4 separate regions of the Mus musculus genome follow, and all the other regions are linked to region 4. A link is a contact called in public promoter capture Hi-C data. All regions are on one chromosome and are shown on one strand. Each heading gives the region's core, a stretch centred on a gene start, on an enhancer-like site or on the middle of the called end of the contact. The rest is flanking DNA. Distances are from core to core; before and after follow the strand shown. Region 1 holds the start of Hspa4l (heat shock protein 4 like). Region 2 holds the start of Plk4 (polo like kinase 4). Region 3 holds the start of Pgrmc2 (progesterone receptor membrane component 2). Region 4 holds the start of Spata5 (spermatogenesis associated 5).

Region 1 (6,220 bases), core at 1,940-4,439, 3.3 Mb before region 4:
TGTCACTGTGTTGTTGCTTAATGAATAGTGATATGAGATAGCCAGCAAGCTCACTCCCTTGGTGAGCCTTTCTGACCCTCTTCTATGTTGCCAGTTTGGCTCTGAATCAAATTTTCAACAGCTAAGCAACTTGTTTGTTTCAAGTACAGTGCTAAGGTGTCCGGAGAGCTGACTTTCTCAAACATGGCAATCTGAGCCAGATACTTCTTTTGTTGGGCAAGTGGGGCTATACTGAACAGCTGTATGCTGACCTCTACCCACAAGATGCTAATAGCACCCTTTTTACTCCCACTGTCAACTGTGACAACAAAAGAATTTTCAGTTAAGTGTAAGATGTCCCTGTGAGGGCAAAATGGATAACATCTGAGAGCCACTGCCTTGGCATAGATCTCAAGAGTTCTAAAACATGATTCTTTAGCCATTAAAGTAAGCTGTGAAACATTTTGCTCTTGAGAGACTTTCAGTGTTTGTAAGTAAAAGGACTTAAGTTGAGAAAAGGACATCTGAATACTGTTTATCTGGGGGGTGGGAGGGTGGGTGTGTCATGGGAGAAGATGAAACGGGAAAAATGTTCTCAGAATGGCATCTTGTTGCTAAAGGCTTTCTAACATCCTTTTTAGAAAAAAAAATACTCTAGGCATATACAATTTAGTTACAACATAAAATTCAAATCTTTTATTATGGCCAGAATGATTAAATATTTTAACAAATGGAAAATAATACAAGCTTTCAAATGCTTACTAAACATAACTTATAATTAAATTAGTTCATAACTTGAGTCCATCAACAGAAATCACACAGACAAATATTTAAAAAGCTGATCAGGTATTAGGCATGGGAATGCATGCCTTTCAGCTCAGTACTCAGGATGCTGAGGCAGGAAAATCAAGTCCAAGATCAGACTGAGCTGTTTATCCAAAACCTTGTCTCAAAAATCAAAACCAGAAACTGATCAGCCATTGCAGATGCATATTAACTATTAAATTATTAGGCTAATTATTTTAGGATATGACCTTAATTAAAATTCACCCAGTCCCAACACAAATATAAATGCACAACCATTTTAAGGTTCTTTTAATGATAAATGTGTGGACCTAGAACCTGCTAACTACTACCTGACACCCACTTCTCTAAATGAAAAGTTTTACCAAATCGAAGTGATGGTCATTAATTAGTATAATGATCATAGGCTAAAAAGACTATTAATGGTATGTGAGATATCACAAGTGTATATACCTATTATGTAATATCAGATTCCTCACCCTAAGATCAAGATCAAAGAAGTGACTGGGGAACCGTTTTGTTTTGTTTTGTATTAATACTTGAAGATTTTAGAGCAGTCTTAGGTTTGGCTATGTTACAGTTTGTACTATCAGCCCTTAAAACCCCCTAAACAAATTTAAATGAAAGAACAAAAATAGCAAATATGGGCATTGATTATTTGTCTGAAGCAAAATAATCTCAAAAGTCCGCAGTAGTTTTCATCCACTGAATGTTACTCCTCAAACACATGAAACCCAACCCCAAATCTACAAAGTAAAAGTAAACAAAAAGGTACTTATTGTAACATCTGCAAAAATAAAATATGAGCAACCTGAAAGCAGAATATGGGATGGAATTAATGATTATACAAACACTAAAACAATGGAATAGAAATACCTTACATAGAGGTTAGTTAACATAACGTCAAGTTTTCTACTTTAGAAACAAATAGAAAACTACCTAAAAGTCTTATTTTTGGATAGAATTTTAATTTTTAATTTTGCCTCTTCATGTACCTATATTTCTAAGTTTAATAATTTTTCATAATATATACTTAATAAATTAATAAATCATGAGTAAATTATTGGTCCTGGAATTATGGTGGTTATGTGGCTAATGTTCACATTTGTTTATCTAGAATTTCAATAGAGATGTGATGGGTCAATCTAGAAAAAGAGGAGGCCTAAAACATTGCAGACTACATTTGGAAAGAAATCAAAGCATTCTGTATTCACTAAAGCTACTCTGAAACATACTGTCACATTCTTAAACTACTAGAACTATTTTAACCTCATCATTTAAAGATGGTTTTACACTGATCTTGGCTGAATTAGTTTAATTTAAAAATATAGTATGGATCATTCATCTTTCCAAAAAAAAAAAAAAACACATGAACAAAATTTTCCTCATCAAATTATAGGTGAACAAGAGTGTACAAAGAGTTTTTTCTTGTGCAAGTATTAGTTGTGTTCTTTGCCAACAAACTTTCCAGAAAGGAGAAAGAAGTGAACGTGTGGACACACGTTTCCATGACATAATGCTACATAGTCTTTCATCAAGAGTTCATAATGGAAACACTCCACAATCCTGTTTACACAGGATCGTTGCCTCTGACTCACCAACAATTCACTCTGTAGACACGCACTTTGGGTAGTAGCTTCTAACAACGGCAATTTCCACTAACTGAAAGATACTGCCAATGTACAGCTAAGATTCCCATTGTCCGAGTCTCATAGTGAATGCACCGTTAACCTAATCCCTCCGGAAACTGGTCAGATCATCTCAAATTCTCAAGGACACCACCTCATCTCTCCTTTCTATAAACACACAGACAGATAAATAAATAAATAAAGCCAATGACTTCTAGTGTTAGGAAAACTGCCCTTCGTTTTCTTAGGTGTGCAATAACCAGGGGTCACTTTTCTGAGAAAGCTGTCGCTCAGGAGATGGGGGAGGGAGGGCAGAATGCAGAGCTCTAGCCGACTTCCTAGTACAGGATAATCCCAGGTCACCCCTCTCTGGTTGCCTCAGACCTTTCTTCCCTGTCCAGGACGCCATGCCGAGGTGGCCCCCCCATGGCCTCCTGCAGCCCAACGCAGGGGCCCCAGGGTCAGGGATGTCTGCGGCAAGCAGAGATGAGGCGAGCCGAGCAGCCAGAGGGAAGCCCCTGCCCTCCTCGTCTGGCTGTAGACGCTGCACCTGTCACAGGGGGCGTCCCGGGCCCCACCCCAGGAAAGGGGGCGTGCGGCACTTACGGCGTGCACCTGTCGCTGTACTCGTTGGCGATGGTCTCGATGCCGCCGCTCCTCGCTACAGCGATGTAGCAGTTGAGGAAGCCGAGGTCAATGCCCACCACCGACATCCCGCTTAAGGCTCGGGCTGCGGAGACCGCGTCCCGCTGCGGGTCCCCACTGCGGGCGCTGCGACTCCTGCGAGAAGCAAAGGAGAGGACCCACTCTCTATCGGAAAATCTAGGGCAGGGCGTCGGAACTGCGGAGGTGGAGCCGCCCGCCTGAGCCGCGCCGCCTCCGCCCGGCCCGCCGCCTAGTCTCCACTGCGGTTCGCCGCCCCCAACCGGCAGTTACTGCGGTCTGCGCCTGCGCGCTCGGCCCCGGGAGGCGCGAGCCACCGGTCGGCTGAGGCTGGGCGGCCTCGCCCTCGGCCGCTCCCGTCAGCGCTCGGCAACGGCTCGCTGCGGAGTGGCAGGTTCGAGAAAGAGCTGGAAAGAGGGAGGGGAGGCCGCGGAGCCGCGGGGCAGGGCGGGGCGGGACGGGGCGGGGCAGCGGTCGGGCGACGCCTGGGGGGGGGGGGCGAAGCCGTCTCCCGGCAACGCCGGGGCAGCGGTGTCTCGCGGACGCTCTTCTAAGCGCCGCCCTCCTAGCAGCGCCTCCCTCCTCCGCGTTGCTCTCCGCAGCACCGCTCGCTCTGGCCGCCCGCATCCTCCCAGGGTCCCCGAGAGCCACAGCCTGGGATCTCACCGCCGGCCTCGCAGCCCCGAGGGGCCGCCCGCGTGCGGCTCGTGCTGAGGCTCCTCCTGCAGCCCCTCTGTGAGGTGGTGCCCATTGTGCGGTGCCAGGGTCGCCCGCTTCTCAGAGCTACCCTGCTGCGCCCGGTCCCAACCTGTCACCTTCCTCCATGAAAAAGTGGTTTTCTAGGCCCTGGCCTGCTTGCCCAGGGAGCTTCAGAGAAGAAGCCTGCCTTGTGAGGAGGCGTGCTGCCTGTGTGCACTTGAACAAGTTTTAGCTCATGCTTACGAAGTCTGGCGGTCCTGGTCCTTTCCATGCACATCCCAGTGTGAATTTGGCTCTTTTTTATCCAGCCCCTGTGTCCCACGTTCCTTAGGGTCCAGTTCTTCATGTATCTGTGGGCTCTTCTTATCTAGTTCTTCATGTACATTCTGACCCTTCTCGTCCAGTTCCTGTGTCTGGTGACCCTTCTCATCCAATTCCTTGTGTAATCCCTCTTCCAGCTCGTCCAAGTTTTTGTGTGCTTCCTGTTTCACCTTGGAATTTGACACGGAATTTTTATCCGCATATTCAGTACTCTCATAGTCCGTATTTGTGCTCCTTCTTAAGTTACTCAATCGCTTCACTATTAACACTGCTGTTAGGGCGGCAGCAGCAAGTGTGGCAATAGCCCCCGCTGTTGCTATAATGAATACAAAATACATTTTAGGAACTATACCAAGTCAACTGGGACGCCACTATTGTTCCAACTCTAGTGTCTCTAAAGAATCTTTTTTGACTTCAGAGTCTGCAGGGGGCATGCTCTGACCCACTCAGCACTTTCTTAGGAGACCACCTACCTTGGCTTCCCAGCAGGCTGTGCGCACACAGAGCAGGGATTGGATGCTTCTGGCCCCTCAGAACTCTGGGTCTCAGTGGCTTCCACTACTAAGTTGCCCCATTTAGCCATTATCCTAAGGGATAATGATCTGCCGCTGGCTAGATTTATTCCTGGATATCTTGAAGCTCTCCTAGGACCACGAATTTCATTTTATTTGTGTATGATGTTTTTGGAATCTCACGTGTAAAAATTTTTTTTCCTATTAAACCCTTAAAATATTAAGTAAAAAGAAGGCATTGATGCCAGGAACAAAGAGTTCTGATTCTTTACAGCTAACAGGAGGAAATGAGTACTTAGTAGTTAAAACAGGACAAGCACTTGGAAGTTACATGGATTCATGTAGTAACCCCAGGCATACATAACCTTTACTGCCTCTAGGACCTTTGGCAATTACTTTCCAAGCCGTGGGCTCAGTGTCTCTTAAGATAATATTACTCCCTGGACTGTTTTCAGGCTAAATGTAAACACAGCATTTATGCATGACATCAACATGTCAATATAACTATGCTTAGCTGCTATTGGAATATAAGGATAATGGTAATTTATATTGATCCTGTAGCTAGGAAACTTGCTGCACTCTATTGTAGATTCTGGTTCTTTTAGCTTATTGGACCCTCTCGGTTTCAAAACATATAGCCTGTGAAGGACCTCCTTCATTTTGTCCTTTTATTATTGCTTTCTCTAATGATAAGTACGATCACCAATAAAATGTAGACTATAAGGAATAGTAGTGAGCATACTTGTCTCTAACAGAAAATTTTGTGTTTATAAGAAATTTAAACCTAAATATTGCTAGTTCGCTAAGTTTTTCTTTTCTTGATGCTGAAATTTAGCAAATGCTAATCATTGAATGAGACCCCTATTCTCAACCTATTACTCAGTGAAAAATATTAACAAACTCTTTAACACCCTCCTATTCCTCCGACAAATCACCCATAGTCACACTTGTGATAATTATGTAGAACATTTGCATCTATATTCACTGACCAGTTTGCTTCCTTTACTCTTAATCAAGACCAGCTTTTTTAGGTTTTTTTTTTTTTTAATTGATGACCAAGACAAGTTACAGTAGAGTTTATTTGGAACTTACAATTTCAGAGTATTCGTGCTCATGACCATTATGGTGGGAAGCATGGCAGCAGGCAGGCAGGCACGGCACTGGAGCAGTAGCTGAGAGCATATGTCTTGATCCATAAAAGGAAGGCACAGAAAGCTAAATGGAAATGGTTTGGGCTTTTGAAATCTCAGAGCCCATCACCAGTGACATACCTTCTCCAAAAGGCCCATAATCCTTTTCAAATAGTTCCAACAACTGGAGACCAAGTCTTCAAATATATGAGCCTATGGTGTCATTCTCATTTAAACCATCTGACATGAGTTTTGTAGAATTAGAACGAGATTCCTGTTTTCTCTGACAAAGATTTATGACCACTGGTTACATTATTTTAGTGGGTAGTTTATTCATGTCTTGTACTATTTTTCAATCAAGTCATATTTTTATCAAAAATTACTATTTTATCAACTTCAAATTTGTTGACAGACATTGGTTTATTTAAGTCAGTGCTCTTCTTTTATAGTTTTTGTCTTTCTCCAGTCTTAATATTCCTTGTGT
Region 2 (6,297 bases), core at 3,206-5,705, 3.4 Mb before region 4:
GTTTCTGCATAACTACATATAAAGCTACAGACATAATGCATTTAAAATATTAAAACAAATGGTATCAAAATAGTTTCATTACTTTTCCTTCTTTAGCATATTTCAAAGTTATTTCTATAACAATATCACAGATTTTTAAAAAATTTTACTTAACTGCCATTGGACATTTGTATAATTTCTGATGTTTCAAGATTTCACAAAAATATAACATTCTTGTTCTTACTTTTTGTGTTATAGTGAGTTTCTCTCTCTCTCTCTCTCTCTCTCTCTCTCTCTCTCTCTCTCTCTCTCTCTCTCTCACACACACACACACACACACACACACACACACACACACACGGAAATGGTCCTTCATTACTTTGGTTAGGACCCTCATGACCACTACTGAGTCTACACGTCTTTCATGTTTATTAGCTATTTGAGCTTTCTCCTTAGTAAATAGTCTGCTCATATCTTCTAGTTTCTTATTTGATTATCCTTCCCCTTTTAAGTACACCTTTAATTTTTCAGCCTGAGTTTTTTAGTTAAATGCACTACAGACAAATTTGTCAGCGGAAAACAGGGAGCCTGGGCTTTGTGCATATGTGCTGAATTAAACATACCCACTGAACTACAGCCCCAGCCTCATCAGTCATACATTTTGTTTGCAGATATTTTCTTATCATCTCTGTCTTAAACTTTGTTGGTGGAAGGGGAGTGCATCTTTGGTTATATATAAGTTTTTAAGTTTAGTTCGGTCTAACATAATTTTTTTCTTTATAAATATTGTCTCAGTAAAATGTTTATAAAAAATTATAAAGCATTTTGAAAAATACAATAACCAACATCTATATGTATGCAACCCATCCTCTCCAGTTTGTATTATTTCCTCAGAATTAACTATTAAAAATGGAACTTGAGAGAAAAGTTATCAATGTTTCACAATTTAGTATTTGTTACCACTGTCCAACAGATTTAAATGTATAAAATGCTCTGTCAGGCCAGTGTGATAGTTAAGCAGGAAAAGGTGTTTGTAGGTGTTTGACAACCTGAGTTAGATATCTAGAGCCCACCTGATAAAAAGAGATGGCCAACTCCCTAGAGCTAACCTCCGACCATAACACACAAGATACAAATGAATAACAGATAGTAAAAACAAAACCAAAAACCTATCAGCATCCATATTCCTTAGCTCTATCTGCAGTATTAGTTGTAGTTTGGAAGAGAAAAAAAACCAAACCAAAACAGTAGTTTAACAACATATGGAGCTTATCTGATTTAAGAAAATGGGGGTACAAATTGAAATTCATTTTGTATTTCATAAAAAATATTATTATGTGTGAAAAAAAGCTTTGTTGCTATGTGCATTTAAAAATCTGCATTGCAAAGATATGTTACCTGGGGAGTCTGAATCACTCCATCCTTTCAGAAGTTGACTAATAAGCTAATAAGCAATAAGTAATAAGCATAGTTCTCTGCGTTTCAGACCTTTCATATATAGTAAATGTTCATAATGTTTATTTGGAAATGTTAGTCAAAGACATTCTAAGTTATTTTCCAGATTTGAAAGGATTTTCTATAAACTGTTACTAATAATTTAATTTAAATTTGTTTTTAGAGAACAGAAGGCTTACAAATCTCTCTACTTTTGTAATACTTGATTTATAAATGCCAGTTTTGTGGGGAGTTCTCCTTTTTAAATTTAAAATAGTTTTATCTGTGGTTGGAGAGATGACACAGCTGATAAAGAGATACATACTGTTCTTGCAAAGGACCCAAACTCTATTCCCAGTATCCATGTTAACCCTCCAAGGGCAGGGACCCCTACCTACACTACATGCACATACTCATAGACAGAGGCACACTTATACACATGCCTTAAAAACAGAAAAGAAATTGTTGAGGCTGAAAGGATGGCCCAGTGGATAAGAGTCCTAGCTCACCACCCAGAGGACCTGGATTCACAACACTCACATGGTACCTCACAATCAGGTTCCAGGGGATCTAATTTCTTCCTCTGAACTCCCTGAGCACCAGGCACACATACAGTGTACAGACACACAAGCAGGTAAAGACTCAATACATGCAAAAAAATAAAATAAAATAAATTTAAATATGTATTACTAATCTGGGTGTAGTGGCTTATACTTTTAATCCCAGCACTCATGAGAGAGGGGTAAACTGTGAGTTTGAGACCAGCCTAGGACAGCCAGAGTCCTTGCATCAACAAAACAAAATTACACAAATGTTATAAAAATACCACATTTTTCAAAACCACACATTGAAAAGCCAAGTTTTACCAAACAGAACAGAGAGAGACAAATTCCACACCCCAACCCCCAAAAGACACCCACCTTCCCTTTCTGAGAAAGGCTTCATTCTGTTCTTCAGATATCTGTTCATTTCTCCATTGTGGCACATTTCCAATACCAGGTAGACATAATTGTTATCTTCAAAGTAATTATAGAGCTAAAACAGAAAAGGGTGCCGTCAACTATACGAACATCCAGCTTTCCTTAACTACTTTAATACATCTGGTATCTTACCTCCAAGACAGAGGGGTGTTTCAACTGGCAATGTATTTTCACCTCATTTTGGACTCTCTGTACCATTCCAGCTTTGTACATGGCTTTCTTATCTATCTAAAAATAAGAGGGCAGATTTATTTGTTGATTTTTATGGTTGTGGCTTGATCTAGAGCCCTGTGCATGCTAGAGAAAAGCACTCTACCACCTAGCTATACCCCTAAGCCCAGACAAAAGCTCAAACAACAACCTATAATTGTAAGAAGTCTTTTTTTTTTAATATAGTCTTTGAAGTCAGTTTACTCCTATCTGTGCTCTGCCCTCGACCTAACAGAGTACATTCCCAGTATGTCCAGTGCATTTATGTGATAGCAGAGATTGGCCCTGGAGTTAGGATTTTCTTTTTCCCAACTCTTCAGAACTGGGATCACAGGCTGACCATAATGGTATTCTTGGACCGTTACAGCCACAAATGAGCATATTATTATTATAAATTGCTGACTTCTCATTACCTTAAGTATTCATAGCAACAAAATGTACTGGTCTCCTGAACCCTAGTAAAGTATAAAACTTCACTTAAGCAAGGTTAAGAGTCTCTTAAATGTCCTTAAATTCAGATGCTGTACTTAACAGCTGTCTTTTGGTTATGCAATGTATTATGCAATTATTACAAATGCACACATTTGGCAGGGTGGCAAGGTGCAGTCTTTAGCAGATAATGAGTGGGACATTTTAAATAGCATGCCTTCATTGCTCTCTAGTACCTTGCAAAAATACTGAAGAAACAATAACTAATACATTCTTACCATTTTGATTGCAACTTCCAAACCAGTGTGTATGGACTCAGCTCTGTAGACACCAGCAAATGATCCTTTACCGAGTAGATTTCCAACCTTAAAGTCCTTTTAAAAAAAAAATTAAGGATTACACGTGAGGAATCGCAGATCTAGAAAGTAAGAAAGTTGGGTAGGGGATGGGATGTGAAATGGGCCAAAGAGAAAAGGAGACATGGTTCAAGCAGCTGCCACACCTCGATGATGCAGGTGTCTGGGGTGGAAGGCATCTTGACGCTCTGAGAGATTTTCTGAGCTCCCTCCCTGATGGAGGCTAAGGACTCTAATGAGCTGGTTAGCTCGGGTCCCTCCTCTGGCCCACCAGGTTCCCGCCGCAGCTCCCGCCACGGTAACCGCCATCCCCGGGGAGGGGGCAAGCGGAGCGCGGCTTTGGAGGCGGGAGTGCGGACCCGACGCCAAGGGACCAGGACCGGGCGGGGCCCGCAGCTGGAGACACACCTGCGGGGTACAAGGCGCTCCCCTCCGGGCGGGGCTCCAGGGGGCGGGTCGCTTCGCCTGTCCCTCGGCGATCAGCCCCGCCACCGCCACCGCGCCTGCCCGCCTCATCCCCGCTTTACTAGTGTCACTGAGCACCAGTGAGCGCCTGAGCCAGACTGGGCCTCAGCCTCAGCCCGCTAACCCGTCTGGTCTCCCGTGTGTTTGTGCCGAGCCACAATGGACCTCCCCTCAGCACTGCGCTCGGTTCACCTCAGCTCACTGGGTCCCGGAATACCAGAGTCCGCCTCCATCGGACCTTCCCTCAGCTCCGCGCCCGCCGGCCTCACCTCGATCCTCTCCCCGATGCACGCCGCCATGTTCCCGAGCCGCCGGCGCCCGGGGCTCGGCCTTCTCGCAGTCCCTCCGAGGCAGCGCTCCGAGAAGCCAGCAGGTCTTGGCGCCCATCAGGACGCCTTCTCTACGCCGCCGCTGGCGACGCCGCCAACGCCACCGAAAGGTACCCCCGGTACCTCCCGAGGCCTGGGCGGCGCCCCGGAGCTCCCATTTTGAAAAATTCCCGCCGGTCTCCGAACGAGCCAGCCTGGCGGTGACGTCAGCACACTCTCCACTTCTTAGAGGCGGAGACCGACACGCATGCGCAGCAGGGGCTTTCCCTCGCTCTAGGCCGGAAGTGGGTTTTAAGTTTGACGGAAAGCGGTCAGTGTACGACTGACCGTAGCGCGGACGCTAATAATAGGTTACGTTTTGACCTGAAGGATAATAGGGCTTTGGCTTCCCGCAGAAAGTCTTTTAAATAAGTGTGTAGGTTTGGCCTAAAGAGAACTAGGGGGAAAAGTCCATTACTTTCCTTAGAACAGCCCCGAACCCGCCAGCCCACCATGTACACCGTTGTGCCATTTTCCTTTTTTACAGCTATTAATGTGTGGTGCTTTAAGATGAACTGTATAGGGAAAACACCGACTCTAAAGTAAAAAAAGCCTGGGGATGTACCTAAGTGGTAAAATGCTTTCCAAGCGTGGACATGTCCTTGGGTTCTAGTTTCTTCTTTCCCAGCAACCCGCTGCCCGGACAGATATTAAAGGTTGGACACAGCGACGCACTGGGGTTGAGTCAGTCCATTCTTGGACTCTAAGGAGTTCCAGGCTAACCTGGGCTACCAATCTTACAAATTTATTTTGAGCCATATGTGAGTGACCTAGGCTAAGTCATTTTCCTCTAAAAATGTTTTGAAGAAAGAGTAGTGGTATGGATCTTTACATTAGTTGCTAGTAAATAATCCGACAGGGGTTTGCTTTTTAGCCTAATTGTTTTGAGATTTTTTAATCAGATGCAAAAAGATCCAAAGTAGTGACTTGTTTTCTGAAGATCCTCAATAGTGTGTTCTCTCTGTGTCTGTGTTTTATCTCAACTCCTAATAGTGTTCCAATCCAGGTCTAGATTGCTATCCCCAAATGCCAGTGATTCCAGGACAAGAAGTGAGGCAAGGAAAGATTCATTTGGAAAGACAGCAAATCAGAGATGATGGCACCTGGGTGGTCAGGGGGTCTATCAACAAAGATGAGTCGTCTTAGTGGGGGCCTGTGTCTCCAAGGGCAATTTATAGTTAGGAATAAGAGGAATAGGCTAGCGGGCACTTTTAAAAGGTTCTATGCTGAGTGAGGTCCTCATTTAGGACCTTTTTGTCTTTGGCTGCAGTATCCTTGAGACAATTAAGGCCAACCTCCACACATATTTAAATGAACACGTTATCCTGCAAGCAAGGCATCACTTCACAAGTTTCATGCTTTTCAGACACTGTGCACATCTCAGGGGTAGGAGATACCGACATAGTGAGTGAGACCTAGCTGCTGTGGGAGAGAGCCATATTTGCCTATCAGTACTCAATGCTGTCAGCTAGCCTCCTGTTATCCACGTCCAGGGGCTCTGATGCCACCTTCTGGCTCCTATCGACATAGCACTCATGTACACAAACCTATACTCACATAAACTCACGTTATAAAAATAAAATCTACAAACAAAAAAGCTGATCTCATGTACAGAACTTTCTCAAAGCTGTTTGAAAACAAAGCACCGTGCCTGCCGGATGGAGCTTGTGTGAAGATACTTTATAATGAACACGTAATTTACGTACACACAGGAATGATTGCACATCAAAAACAAAAACCTGCAATTTAATGGATTCATTTGTAGTTTAAGGAATGTTTACATTCATAGAAGCACTCTCAATTTTCAACATGATTTAACATTCTAGAATTCTAATTTCAAGCACACTGGCATATTAGAATTTCCCTTGCAGTGTCTTAATAGGCAAATAAGATTATTATGACTCAGGGTCATGCTATGCACCTCAGGCTGGCCTTGAATTCCAGAGCTAGATTTTAGATGTGTGCTACCCGATCTAGTTTCATAGATGATTTAGACTGTTGCTTAAAAGTCTTGCAGATGTCTTTGGTATTCCTGGGCTTTATTTTGTGGCCTCAGAGTTTTTGTAAATATTTCAC
Region 3 (5,922 bases), core at 701-3,200, 3.7 Mb before region 4:
AGCAAGTCTGCACTAGTAAGGAAGAGGTTTTTCCATGTCATAATGCCTTAAGTGACCAGCCATGGCCCCATGTCCAGTACAGTCTTCCCTAAGCACTCCCCAAAGCCATGTAACAAAAGGCAATCTCACTAAACGGTAATGTTTTAAGGAGAGCCTGTGACCCAATTCTGAACAGAAAGATGCCTACTATGAAACCTCCGAGATCCTTTCTTCCTACTGCCATTATTTCAACTGACAGATACTTGAGATTGCTACCACCGTTCTTTCCCAAAACCAGTTTCCATCACTGACATCTCCATTTTCTGTTAGCAAGTCCCACAGGAACTGTGACTTCTAACCCTTCTGGTGACTACTGAGGTTGGCCTGTGCCAATCTGGCTTTACTCCCGTTCTTGCAGTGTAAAGATTATATGGTCACTTACTAATTCTCAATTAAAGACAACAGCTCTGACTCAAAAAAAAAAAAATTCTCAGACTGGGATTGGCAAAATATAGCTTACAGGCTGTTTCTATACCTACTCAGGGGCTGAACCGACTTTAACGTTAAGTGATTTAAAAGTCATAATGATGGGCAAGGGAATGTGCTTGCTGGTATGCAAGTTCATGGCCATCTTCATCTACATATCAAGTGCAAAGCCAATCTGGAACACACTGAACCGTCTCAAAAACAAAAAGACGGTATTTCATGACAAATTCAAATTTCGGTGTCTCTAAGTACATTTTTAATAGAAACACTATCATGCTCATTCTCTATTATTTATGTAACAGTTGGGACAGAGAGACCTTATGGCCCACAGCACCTAAATATATAATCCATTACAGAAAAAAATTTCAGCACCTTCCCCCCCCCCCCCCCCAAAAAAAAGCCACGATGAGTCTTATGTACAATGGCTGGTTTCCCATCCTTTCGAGTGTTAAAACCTCTCTAGGGAAGTTATGATCACCAGTACCGTTAGTGGGTAGGGCTCTCCTGTCCATTGACACTAAAGACAGTTACCTAAAAACTAATAGCAGCCAGAAAAGCCCATCCCTACTTTTCTATACTGTTCACGCCAAAGCCTGAGTCAGCTCCTTTCTGAGTCAGCTCCTTTATGCCGGGTAGCTCACCCCTAGGCTGCCACCATTCGTCTATACCTGTCCCCCACCCCCGGTTGTTCAAAGTTATAAGGAACTGGCCATTCCCTGGATGCATCTTCCTTCCTCACAAGCAGAGTGACAGAAGCCTGTCAAACTAGCTGAGGGCGCGAGATGGGTGGAATTCACACTGGAAAGCACTCTCGCAGGCCCCGAGCAAGGCTATGGAGCTAGAGCCACAGGCTGCTTTATCCGCGCACGCCCACCGCCGGGGAGCAAAGCGCAGAAGAGCTTGCGTCCGACTCCTGTTAGGAGCACTGCCCAAAAGCAGCGTGGGCCGGGACCCGAGTGTCCGGCGCTGCTAGGGCTAGTGCCCGAAGCCCAGCTTCACACGCGGCCCCGCAGCTCACGCTCTATTGCGGCCTCCGCCGTGCGTCGTCACAGACGCGAACCAGCCGTCTCAGAGAGAAGCCGCTTCTGGGCGCACGCGCGCGCAGCAGGGAGGGGTTGCTAAAAAGAGCCCAGCGCGTGGCGTCCCAGGGCCCGCGCACGCGCCCTGACGGCGCTCCGCCCATACGCGCGAGTACGCACGCGCACAGCCGGCTCGGCCCACCCCCCCCCCGCCCCACGCACACTCTATTTTTCTTCAGCCCCGCCCTTCCCTTACACTCCCCAGGCTGAAAGCGTTGGGGCTGTGAGAGCAGGGAAGTGTGGGGCGAGGTGGGCGGGGCGTTGCCCGCGCGCGCTGCCAGCCAGAGCCCGAGCTGCGAGAGCGAAGCCAGACAACGTTACCCAGCCAACAGCCAATAAGCAGCCGGCGCTGCCACGCCCCAGCCCCTCACGTGATTGGCTGAGCGCCGCCTGGTGGGCAGGGCCGCGGGCTTGGGGAGGGCAGGGGGCGGGAGGAGGAAGGCGCTGGCGGGCAGTGATGGCGGCGGGTGATGGGGACGTAAAGCTAAGCACCCTGGGGAGCGGCGGGGAGAGTGGCGGCGACGGGAGCCCGGGTGGCGCCGGAGCGACGGCGGCGAGGAGCAGTTGGGTGGCGGCGCTGCTGGCGACGGGCGGGGAGATGCTGCTGAACGTGGCGCTGGTGGCGCTGGTGCTGCTGGGGGCCTACCGGCTGTGGGTGCGCTGGGGGCGGCGTGGTCTGTGCTCGGGACCCGGGGCGGGCGAGGAGAGCCCGGCCGCCACGCTGCCGCGCATGAAGAAGCGGGACTTCAGCCTGGAGCAGCTGCGCCAGTACGACGGGGCGCGCACGCCGCGCATCCTGCTCGCGGTCAATGGGAAAGTCTTCGACGTGACCAAAGGCAGCAAGTTCTACGGCCCCGGTGAGGAGTGAGGGGTGTCGGGGTGGGGATCCGGGACACCCTATCCCCGCCGCGGCCCCGCTCCTGGACCGCAGCCCCGCGCACGCCCCCAGCTGCGGGCGTCGTGGGGGGCTCAGTGGCGCCCCACAGACCTGCGCTCGGCGTTCCTTGCCTTTCCCAATCCGTATCTCCTCGCAGCTTTTCCTGGGGCTGAAATTCTCAAAATTGTTAAGAGTTGTCTCTAGTCACGTTGGCGTTCAACCTTTCCTCGGAGCGTTTTGATTTCTGGGCTTTGTCGGGGCAAGAGGGCTAAAGTGGCGATCCAAAGTTTTTGGCCCAGTGTTAAGACAGCTTTCTTCTTATTCTGGGTTGTCTGTTTGACACTTGCCTACTTTTTCCCTTCTCCGGACTTGTCTGCCGAGAGTCAGGGCTAGGGACACGTAGTTTCAAGTCCCAAGCCCTGGAGCTCGGTTTCACAACCACCCCGGACTCGTTTTCATTCTTTTTCTAAAAAGTCGGTTTGGGCTCCAAGATGCTTTCCAAGATTAACAACTGTATGTAAAATGAGGACGGACCAGAACGTAAACCTTAATAAGTAAGACTGGCAAAGATATTGGCCCTGAGTGTAGGGGGTGGAGCTCATCTGCCCAGGAGGCAGGCGTGTCTCTTGTCTCCGACTCTCTCAGTCTCTCCCTCCTTCCCTCCTCTCCTTCTTTCTCTGCTAATAGTAAAATAAGTATTCAAATACCCGTTGAAAATAAATTATTGTATTTTCCCTTAGCAGAATGAGACGCCTTGGGGGGGTGAGGGGGGGCACGAACCTAGAAGCGTCGAACTTCTCGCCCCCTGCCCTGCATGTGCTGAAGGTTTTACAACTTTACTTTCAGAAAATTACGTGGAAGGTAGTTGCCGTTAGAGGCCCTTTTGCAGTGTAGTGGTAATCTATATTGCAGATTGTGCAAATAAACTTCAGACCCCGGGTATCTGTTGGTAGCCCATAAAATTGAACAACATTGTGCGGCCTGGTTATGCAGTGCTTAATATTAAACTTTAAAGACAGAAGGGGAGGGGGAGGAGAAGAGAGAGCGTGAGTTGTAAGAATGAAGCTAGAGACCAAAGTGACCCCTTATTGGAAGGTATGCATCCAACTTTTAAGCTAGGTTTCCTTTTAATTTCCTTATTGCCCCTGATTGATTTATTGACACTGAAGACGCTTCTAATTTCTATGCTCAGTTGGATGCTATTTTAGGAGTGTTTTGGTTTGTTGATTGGATTAGAGCTAAGAAACACAAATAAGCATTTGATGTTGGATCTGTTAATCTCTTTGTGTGTGTGTGTGTGTGTGTGTGTGTGTGTGTGTGTGTGTATTTCCTTCTGGATATATAAACACAAAAATCATGTCTCCTTACTTACATCAGCTCCCATGGTTAGTACTTTTTTATTTTTTTAATTTAAGAGCATGTGGAACAAGAGAATAGGACCCAAGTACCTTGTTTACATGGACCAAGTCAAATAAACTTTTAAAAGTGAAGAATTTGCACAGATTTTGTACCAAGTTACACACTTCCCTCATTGGATTGAAGTGTGTTCAGTGGTTAAAGATTGTCTAGAGTATTTGTAAAAAGACCCATTATCAGTCCTTATACATCCGGAAAGAGTCAGTTTGGCAGTCTCCATGGCAACCGCAGCAGAGGTTGAAAACTAAGAGGTGTGCTGTAGAGTGGGTCCCTGGGCTTGAGCACTGATAATAGTGAAGAACCATCCTGGAGGCCTTGGAGTGAGGCAAGCAGGCCTCTGTAAGGTCTCTGCCTTTTGGGGCTGCATAGTGAGACCCGTCTGAAAACAAGAAGAACAGAGAACCACCTCCTTGTTCTTTTATTACTGGTATCAGTAAACAATCTAATAGGACTATCTGGAAGGTTTTATTATTCGGACAAACTTAAATGGAGCCAGAACATCTCGTGATCTTACTTTGTTTTTCAGGGATAGGAAGTATTGAGGTACTTTCCAGGGGACTTGATGCCATATGTTTTGCTAGGATATAAATGTAAATTTTAAATTTGCCTGTAACTTTCATTTTATCCTCAAATAAATGCAGTAATTTTGTGGTGTTACAATTCAGCCTACAGCTCTCCTTACCTGAGAATCTTAGTAATTTGAAAAACTCAGCCAAGAGCTAGCAGGCTTACTGTTTTCTCCAACCACTGTGTATTCCATTCTGCAATGATAGGTTTTAGGATTAAGGTTTGTTCTGTGAGGGTTTTTTTTTTTTTTCTCCATAATACTGGACACATTCTCTTACAGCTGTGTATCTTTAAAGTTCCAGTTCTTAAAATTAAAATGGCAATATTTTAAATGTAGTTCATTGCCGACTGCTTGCCAGAACGCATTGACTTTGTTGTTAGTATAGTATTTTATACTCTAATAGTCAGGTACTTGGCCAGCTTGGAAAGATAGTGTGATCATGTAGGAAACTGCAGTTCCTAAGCATCTAATGATCTAATGAATGGGTTGGATCATGCATTTGTCATTTCTGCAAAGTATTTGCCTTACACATGAGTCTGAGGTTTAAGTAAGCTGGCTTGGATCACATAAATAAATCTGGGAAATCCAGATATGTTTGACCACAAAGTTTATATACTTTGTGGTAGAGAGCTTCAGGGCTGAACTTACAGAGAATCCTGTTACTGGTCTTGTCTTTTTACCCCTTTCTGATTTCTTCCCATACAGAGTTTGAACTTCAAACAAGTTTTCGTTTTCATGGCTTTTACGACGTCTTAGTTACCCAATATGGTAGCCGAAGCCACAAATGGCTAACTAAAATTAATATAGTTTAAGATGAGTTCTTCACTAACAGTCCAGATACTCAGCCGCATGGCTGCCACACTAAACCTTGGCTTCATGGTGGGCTGTACTCTAGCTTCTCCTGGAGTTCCTGAGGCCTGTGAATGTCTCCTGAGCATGTTTCATTTATTGTTTAAAATGGCACTACAGGATATTTGTATTCTCATTTTACATTTGTAAAAACTGAAACTTGGAGATTTTGTCCCAAAGTACCTACCTGCTAAGTAGCCACACTACAACTCAAAGCCAAGTTCACCATGTTTCACAGGTCATACCTTCTCATTGTCACGTTACCCATCCAGCCCATTCTCACATTCAGAACAGGTTTTGACTGTTTTTTTTTTTAATTTATTTTTTATTAGGTATTTTCCTCGTTTACATTTTCAATGCTATCCCAAAAGTCCCCCATACCCACCCACCCCCAATCCCCTACCCACCCACTGCCCCTTTTTGGCCCTGGTGTTCCCCTGTACTGGGGCATATAGGTTTTGACTGTTTTAATGGTGTAATCGTAGATCATTATATGACTACAGTAGCACTTTGTGAGTCTTATTTTTTGGAATGCCAAAAAAAGCATATACTTGGGCTATTTGATATTTTTTCCCTTATTCCTCCTGTTTGTCAATATGTGCCAAAGCCAACGACAACTTACCTCTTAATTTCCACTGAAAAGGGGAAGGTCACACAAGCAGCCCCTT
Region 4 (6,108 bases), core at 2,587-5,086:
TTTCTATCCAAGTCCTTGTTTCCCAATATATTATACAGTTCTCTGTTTAGAGGATCCAAATCAATTCAAGCTCTCCACAGAATTCTACCAGTGCTTATTCCTCCGAGAATCTACATTTAGTGTCTGCATGCACGTATGTGGCAGTAAGAGGTCACTTTAAGGAGTCCATTCTTTCCTTATACCATGGCAGGCTCCATGCACATTGTCACTGGTCATCTTCGTTCACAGCAGCAGTCTAGAGCAGGTCACATTACATTCAAAAGAAAAGCAATGAATGCATACATGAACTTACTGTTTTCTGCTCTGACTGTCAATGCGATGTGACTAGTTCTCTCAAGCTCCTGCCACTGTGACTTCCTTTGATGATGAACTACAACCTGGAATTATGAGCCATAACAAACCCATTCTCCCTTAAGCTGCTTTTGCAGGTATTTGATTGCAGCAATGGAACGAAAACTAGGACAGTCTCCCCATACATTACAAGTATGTACCACACCATAGCTCTGTGTTTAATGTGTTGAGACAGGGTCTCTTACTTAATCAGAAAGAAGTTTGATAGCTTTTGGCTAATCTGGGCCAGTGAGCTCTCTAGCCCCAATTATTTAGTTACAAGATATACTGCCATACTTTGTTTTTCTCATGGGTTCTGGGGATTCAAACACAGGTCCTTTTACCCACTGAACTATCTCTCTAGCTCCCACACCTAGCTTTTTACATGGCTGATAGCTGAACTCTAGTCCTTAAAATCTTTACCTACTAAATCATTTCACTAGCCCATAAAATCAATTTCAATCAACCATCCACCCTTGCTCTATCACCTCATGGAGTTTTATAATCTAACAGGATGAATTATTAAATGAGTACAGAATAACTGTATAGTGACAAACTATAATTATACAATAATAGAATACTGAGGGACCTAGCAAAGCCTATTATGTGTAATCTGACCTAATTTGGAAGAATTAGAAACTGCTATTCAAAAAAGTACTGCTAACATTCAGGTATGGAGGAAGATGAAAAAATAACTAAATAGGAAGAGAATTTGTATTTCTCAACAGAAAAAAAAAACGCATACAGAAATGCTGAGGATAGACAGGAGCATGATGCATCCTTCAAAGACTAAGAAGGTTGCTTAAGGAAGGCCAAAACCATCTGTGGCAGCATCAAGATACTGGTCATAACCCTGACAGCAATGGAAGCCCATAGGGATTAATAGTAGGACCATGACAAATTTTTATTTTAAAAAACATGCTAACTATAAAGTAGAAAAAGAGTAAGAGAACAGGTTTCTGAAATTTGTAAGGATTAAAGCTTGCATTACTGGAAGAAGACAACGGCTTAGGAAGTTGATTAAGTGACTGAAATTAAGGGAAGAGGTAATGGACAATGCTATTAGGTGGGAGATGATGCTGTTTGAGTTGTTGAGAAGCAGCAGGAGTGCTAGGAAGAGGAACACAGAGACTATCTGGATGACATCAGCAACGGAACAGACACTGAGGAGAGAATGGGTGGCATTATGCCTGACTCCTAGGTTTCTGAATTTTGTAAGGATTAAAGCTTGCATTACTGGAAGAAGACAACAGCTTAGGAAGTTGATTAAGTGACTGAAATTAAGGGAAGAGGTAATGGACAATGCTATTCAAAATATAACGTACAAACTACTTGTTACTAGTTCATAGTAAGGTTAAGTACGAAAAAAATCACTTAGAAACTTTTACTGCAAGCAGACAAAAGTTTGTGTCTGTGAACCCAATAAATTTCATTATTCTGCTTTTTAAACTTTTTCTAATTACACTATCTTATTAAAGTGTCAATCTGTGACCTACTGAACATTTTTAACTTTGCTACATAAAATGTTTGAGAAATCATGACATAAAGCACAACTTAAGACTCAAAAATAGTATGCTGTACAAAAATAAAATCAAAATTGATGAGAATATAAATGGGAAACTTAGTTTTGGATATTCTTGCCTTAAAGAATATTTAGAGAAGAAAGAGGGTATCAGACTTAAACTTGAGAAACTTCAGTATTTCAGAATCAGATGGAATAGAGAAAATAACTGCCAATGCACATGGAGAAAAACTAGGAAAGTGTAACGGTAAATAAAATAAGTAGGAAGATGTTTTGAGGAAGAAAAGATTAACACTGGCAAAGGCTACAGAGTCAAAAGGCGAGTAATGAAAACCAGCCACTGGATTTGACAACACGGAGACTATCTGTGACCATTACAAAGCAGTGCCCAAGAGACCATGGCATGGAAATTGTGGTATGTGACTGACAAGCATGCAGAGAACACTCCATTTAGTGAGTAGACAATTAAAAGGTACAGAGAGAGGGGGGTGGCGGGAAGACACTGTGAAACCTTTCCAGTGGTGTAAGGCAGTAGAGAATTGACATGTGTAAATGACAGTGGGAAGGAACTACTTGAAAAGCTGTTGAATCTGCAGAACAGAACAAGCTGTATCCTGATTGCTAAGGCAGATTAAACACTGTGCTAATGCTAAGACAGTCTTGACAATCTTTCTGGACACACAAAAAAAACTATGTCCCTCGTCAGTCTGCTCCACTTTTCAGAACCACTACACATCATACAAGCTAAAAGGTTTACCAAGTAGCTCATTTTTCAGACGTGAAGTCTGTCCATTCACCAAGCCAACAAAACTCATCTCAGACAAACAGCTCCGGAATCAAAGAGACCTGTACTCCAACACGGACTCTGCCAGCCACTGGTGCCTGGGTACCTGATATGCGACTCCGTTAGCCTTTTCTGATCTGTGAGATGGGGACCTGACCTTTCCGTACTCATTTTGACCACAGTTTCTGTGAAAAACCAGAGGAGCGGCACACGTGACGGGATAACTTAGGACTAACACCAGGGTGCGACTAGTCAACAGCAGTAACTAAACGCTGCCGTTGTCCCTACAGCCAGAGCGCTGTTAGGCAGTACGCGTTCATCGTCACAAGTTAGCGTTTGAGCGCAGGCTAGGCTCACTAGGTAAGAACCGTTTTTGCCGGGCTGACTGGACAGTGAGTCTCCAAGGAGCCAAGGCCACCTCGAGGGTTGCTAGTCAAGGTCCCGTGGCGTACGCCATCGCCAGTGCTCCCGAAGTACGTATGAAAGAGGAAAAAGTAAAAAGGCAATCCTCAACTTTTTGCAAAGAGGGCCGGGCGGGCGCCTCGGGCCGGGCCGCCTGGCGGTCCGCGGGCTCCCGCGTCACGCCCACCTCCACACGCCGCGCTCCCCTCAGGCGCCTCAGCCCCGCGGCTGCCCGCGCTTTCCTCACCTTTCTCAAGGAAGTTGGTCACCACCAGCATCCCCGGCGCCGCCGGGCTCGGCTGGGCGAAAGGAGTCGAGGTCCCTGAGCGGGACGGAGCCGCAGAGAGCGAGGGCGAGGCGCCCTCCGCGCCCTCCTTCTGCCGCTTTCGGTTCTTCTTGGAAGACATGACCGCAGGCTGTCGGAGAAAAGCAGCCCCGAGCCGGCTCAACGTGCGCGGCACGGGGATCAAACTTCCGGGTCAGAGGTCAGCGGCGCGGCGCGCACGCCGTAATGCTCCGCGTAGAAGCGCCACCCACGAGGCGGAGGCGGAGAGCGAGGGTCTCGCAAGACACCGTTTCGGAAAGAAAGAAGGGCTAGGCGTAGGCACCGCCGTTGACGTTATGAACCCTTGAAAAGTGGACTTCGGCTGTTCCGCTGCTTTGCCTAGTCCCGAAGCGAATGTGGTTGGGCTTAAAGTAACAACAACAAAATCCGAAAGTTTCTCCTCTCTGTTCCAGACCCGTCGAGGACAGTCAGCTCCACTAAGCTCTACCAAATGGCAAGTCCAGCTCAAGCTTAGCGGGTGGAGACACGTTTCGAGAGTTTACGGTCGGCCCTCCTCCCAGCGAAAAGGGGCGGAGCGAGCTCCGGAAGAGGCCTGAGAGTGTTCGCCGCGAGATGGGGCGGGGCGATCGCCGGAAAGAGGTGAGGTTGCACGGGGTCACGAGAGTGGGGCGGGAAGGGGCGGGGCGTGCTCCCTGGAGGAGACAAGGCTACGTCAGGCGATGTGGGCGGGGCGGGAAGGGGCGGGGCGTGCGCCCAGGATGAGACCAGGCTACGTCTGGCGTGGTAGACCGGGCAGGGCTGGAAGGGGCGGGGCGTGCGACAGGGAAGAGATGCTACGTCAGGCGATGTGGGCGGGGCGGGAAGGGGAGAACGGAAAGGCTAGGTGCAGCCATGTGGTGGGTGAGGAGGACCCGCTACTGGTTCTCCACATTGCTTTACGCGGGCGGAGCCAGGCTCCGGCCGGGGCGGCGCACAGCCTCGGGCGGCCTGGAGACCCCGGGCTCCTGCGGGGCCGAGCTACAAGGCGAGCTGGACAGATTTGGGGGCGTCTCGGTGCACTTGTCGCGGCACCATACGTTGCACGGGCTGGATGCCGCCGCCTTCCGGAGGCTCTTGCAGGGCAAGTGCGGGTCTCGGGCCCCGGAAACCAGGGCGGAGCGTGTGGGCTCTGAGGTGAAAGCTGAAAGGACACCCAGCGGTCCTCTCGCTGTGACCTGGAAGTGCCCTCAGCCACGTCCCGGCCCGAACCCTGAATGCTTGCCCCTGAGACTGACACGGGATTCGCAGCGCCTAGCACGGTGTCGGCCACGCCTTTAACTCTTAGTAAACACTGACAGCCTCACTGTGTGCTACCTTGCAACCTTAGTTTTGCTGCTACTTGGATTCTGCCACATGCTTTGCCAAGCAAAACGGTTTCCTAACCGGGATGGGTGCCAGTGCTTGCATCTACCCACAGAGCTTTGCAGTTTTCAGTAGGAACACATCACTGGTACATCACTGGCTTTGAACGGTGAACCCAGTTATCTGAAAGGATGCTTGTGTGAAGGAGTCCCCCTCACTTTGGGATAAGTGTCTGATTTGTTAGAACAGCCTGTTTTTCAAACTGAAGGCATAGCATGGAAATTTAGCATGGAATGGAAAAGATCCTTTCACATAACCAGGAAACCACAAATGATCTTTATTCTGTGAGCAACAAACACGGCAAGTTAGCGACTCTAATGCTGTTTAATCTTCAAACAAGGCTATTTAACATCATCTCTCCTGCTTATAAGTGCTTAGACTTCAACACTTTCACCAGTAGGAGAATCGAATCAGTTCATCCTCTGATATGTGCACGTATATGGATGGGCACAGGCATTTGCCATACTTAGATAGTTTTTCCCAGTGGGAGATGATAATCTAAGCACCACTCCAGAAGTGTATTGGATCTTGAAACAAGTCCAAGGTTCGAGTTCAAGATTGTGTTACGAACTTTTCCAGGTATTCATTAATCAAATGACCACTAAAAAGACTTCTAATGCTAGCCAGCTCTGAATACTGGATAAGTGTGATCAAAGACACGCTGAATGAGACCCCTTTAATAAAACATTTCACTGTCATTATCAAGTATTAGACATTGTTTTAAGAATCTAACAACTAGGAATGTATCTCATCTCCATAACCTGGAAGTACATGCTCTGCCCAGTTGAAGGATGATGGTGCCAAGGCCCAGAGACAACGGGTACCTCCCTCTGGCTCTGGTCTTTGCTTTCTTCACACTGTTCTTGAGCTTCCAATAGTTCTGTTGTGATGGAATTAAACCAAACTAGTTGGCAGTTCCTGTAAACAGGAGCTTATCTGAGGAGAAAGCCTGATTCGATGTCTCTTTAAGGAGATTAGATGTTGTCTGTAATGAGTTAGTAAAGGCTGTTAAAGCATATTGCATATGAAGGTCACTATTTACCACTGCTTTTACATAACTCAGATAGTAGGATTATAGTATACTTAGCCCTACATAGAATACTTCCTTGGCAGAGGGATTTTGAGATAGGTAAATGTTATAGATAGCTCAAGCTGACTACAAACTCATGACCCACCCCTGCCTCGCTTCCAGGATTACAGAGGTAATTACCTTGCCTGGAATCACATAGAGTTTGCCCTGGCAGTGAAATACCCCTGCTTCTAGAATTGCAAATCCATGACATCTTAACTAGCATTAGAAAACTAGTTAGTAGATGCTGTCTAGTATTAGAACATGGTATGTTCTAATAAATCACACAGACATCATATGGCCTTAAGCTCACA

What was found. Promoter capture Hi-C pulls out the DNA fragments that hold promoters and counts their contacts.
Region 1: a contact with region 4 is called in a promoter capture Hi-C map of liver, with 5 times the contacts expected there. The contact joins the promoter of Hspa4l here to the promoter of Spata5 in region 4. A contact is called at or near these places in 4 of 39 promoter capture datasets (cranial neural crest, hippocampal neurons, liver and 1 more) and 1 of 484 Hi-C or Micro-C datasets (brain).
Region 2: a contact with region 4 is called in a promoter capture Hi-C map of pre-B cells. The contact joins the promoter of Plk4 here to the promoter of Spata5 in region 4. A contact is called at or near these places in 3 of 39 promoter capture datasets (cranial neural crest, hematopoietic stem and progenitor cells and pre-B cells) and 5 of 484 Hi-C or Micro-C datasets (B cells and embryonic stem cells).
Region 3: a promoter capture Hi-C map of pre-B cells shows a contact between it and region 4, with 3 times the contacts expected there. The contact joins the promoter of Pgrmc2 here to the promoter of Spata5 in region 4.

What each region holds. Positions count from the first base shown.
Region 1 is chr3:40,742,582-40,748,801 of GRCm38.p6, reverse strand. It overlaps Hspa4l (heat shock protein 4 like), which reads right to left and starts at 3,189. Exons shown (of 19, transcript NM_011020.3): 1 at 3,018-3,189. The coding sequence starts at 3,124.
Region 2 is chr3:40,798,109-40,804,405 of GRCm38.p6, reverse strand. It overlaps Plk4 (polo like kinase 4), which reads right to left and starts at 4,455. Exons shown (of 16, transcript NM_011495.2): 1 at 4,123-4,455; 2 at 3,311-3,406; 3 at 2,526-2,621; 4 at 2,334-2,448. The coding sequence starts at 4,152.
Region 3 is chr3:41,079,074-41,084,995 of GRCm38.p6, reverse strand. Pgrmc2 (progesterone receptor membrane component 2) reads left to right here and starts at 1,950. Exons shown (of 3, transcript NM_027558.1): 1 at 1,950-2,401. The coding sequence starts at 2,002.
Region 4 is chr3:37,417,678-37,423,785 of GRCm38.p6, reverse strand. It overlaps Spata5 (spermatogenesis associated 5), which reads right to left and starts at 3,836. Exons shown (of 16, transcript NM_001163511.2): 1 at 3,286-3,836. The coding sequence starts at 3,445. Nudt6 (nudix (nucleoside diphosphate linked moiety X)-type motif 6) reads left to right here and starts at 4,190. Exons shown (of 5, transcript NM_001291044.1): 1 at 4,190-4,444. The coding sequence starts at 4,216.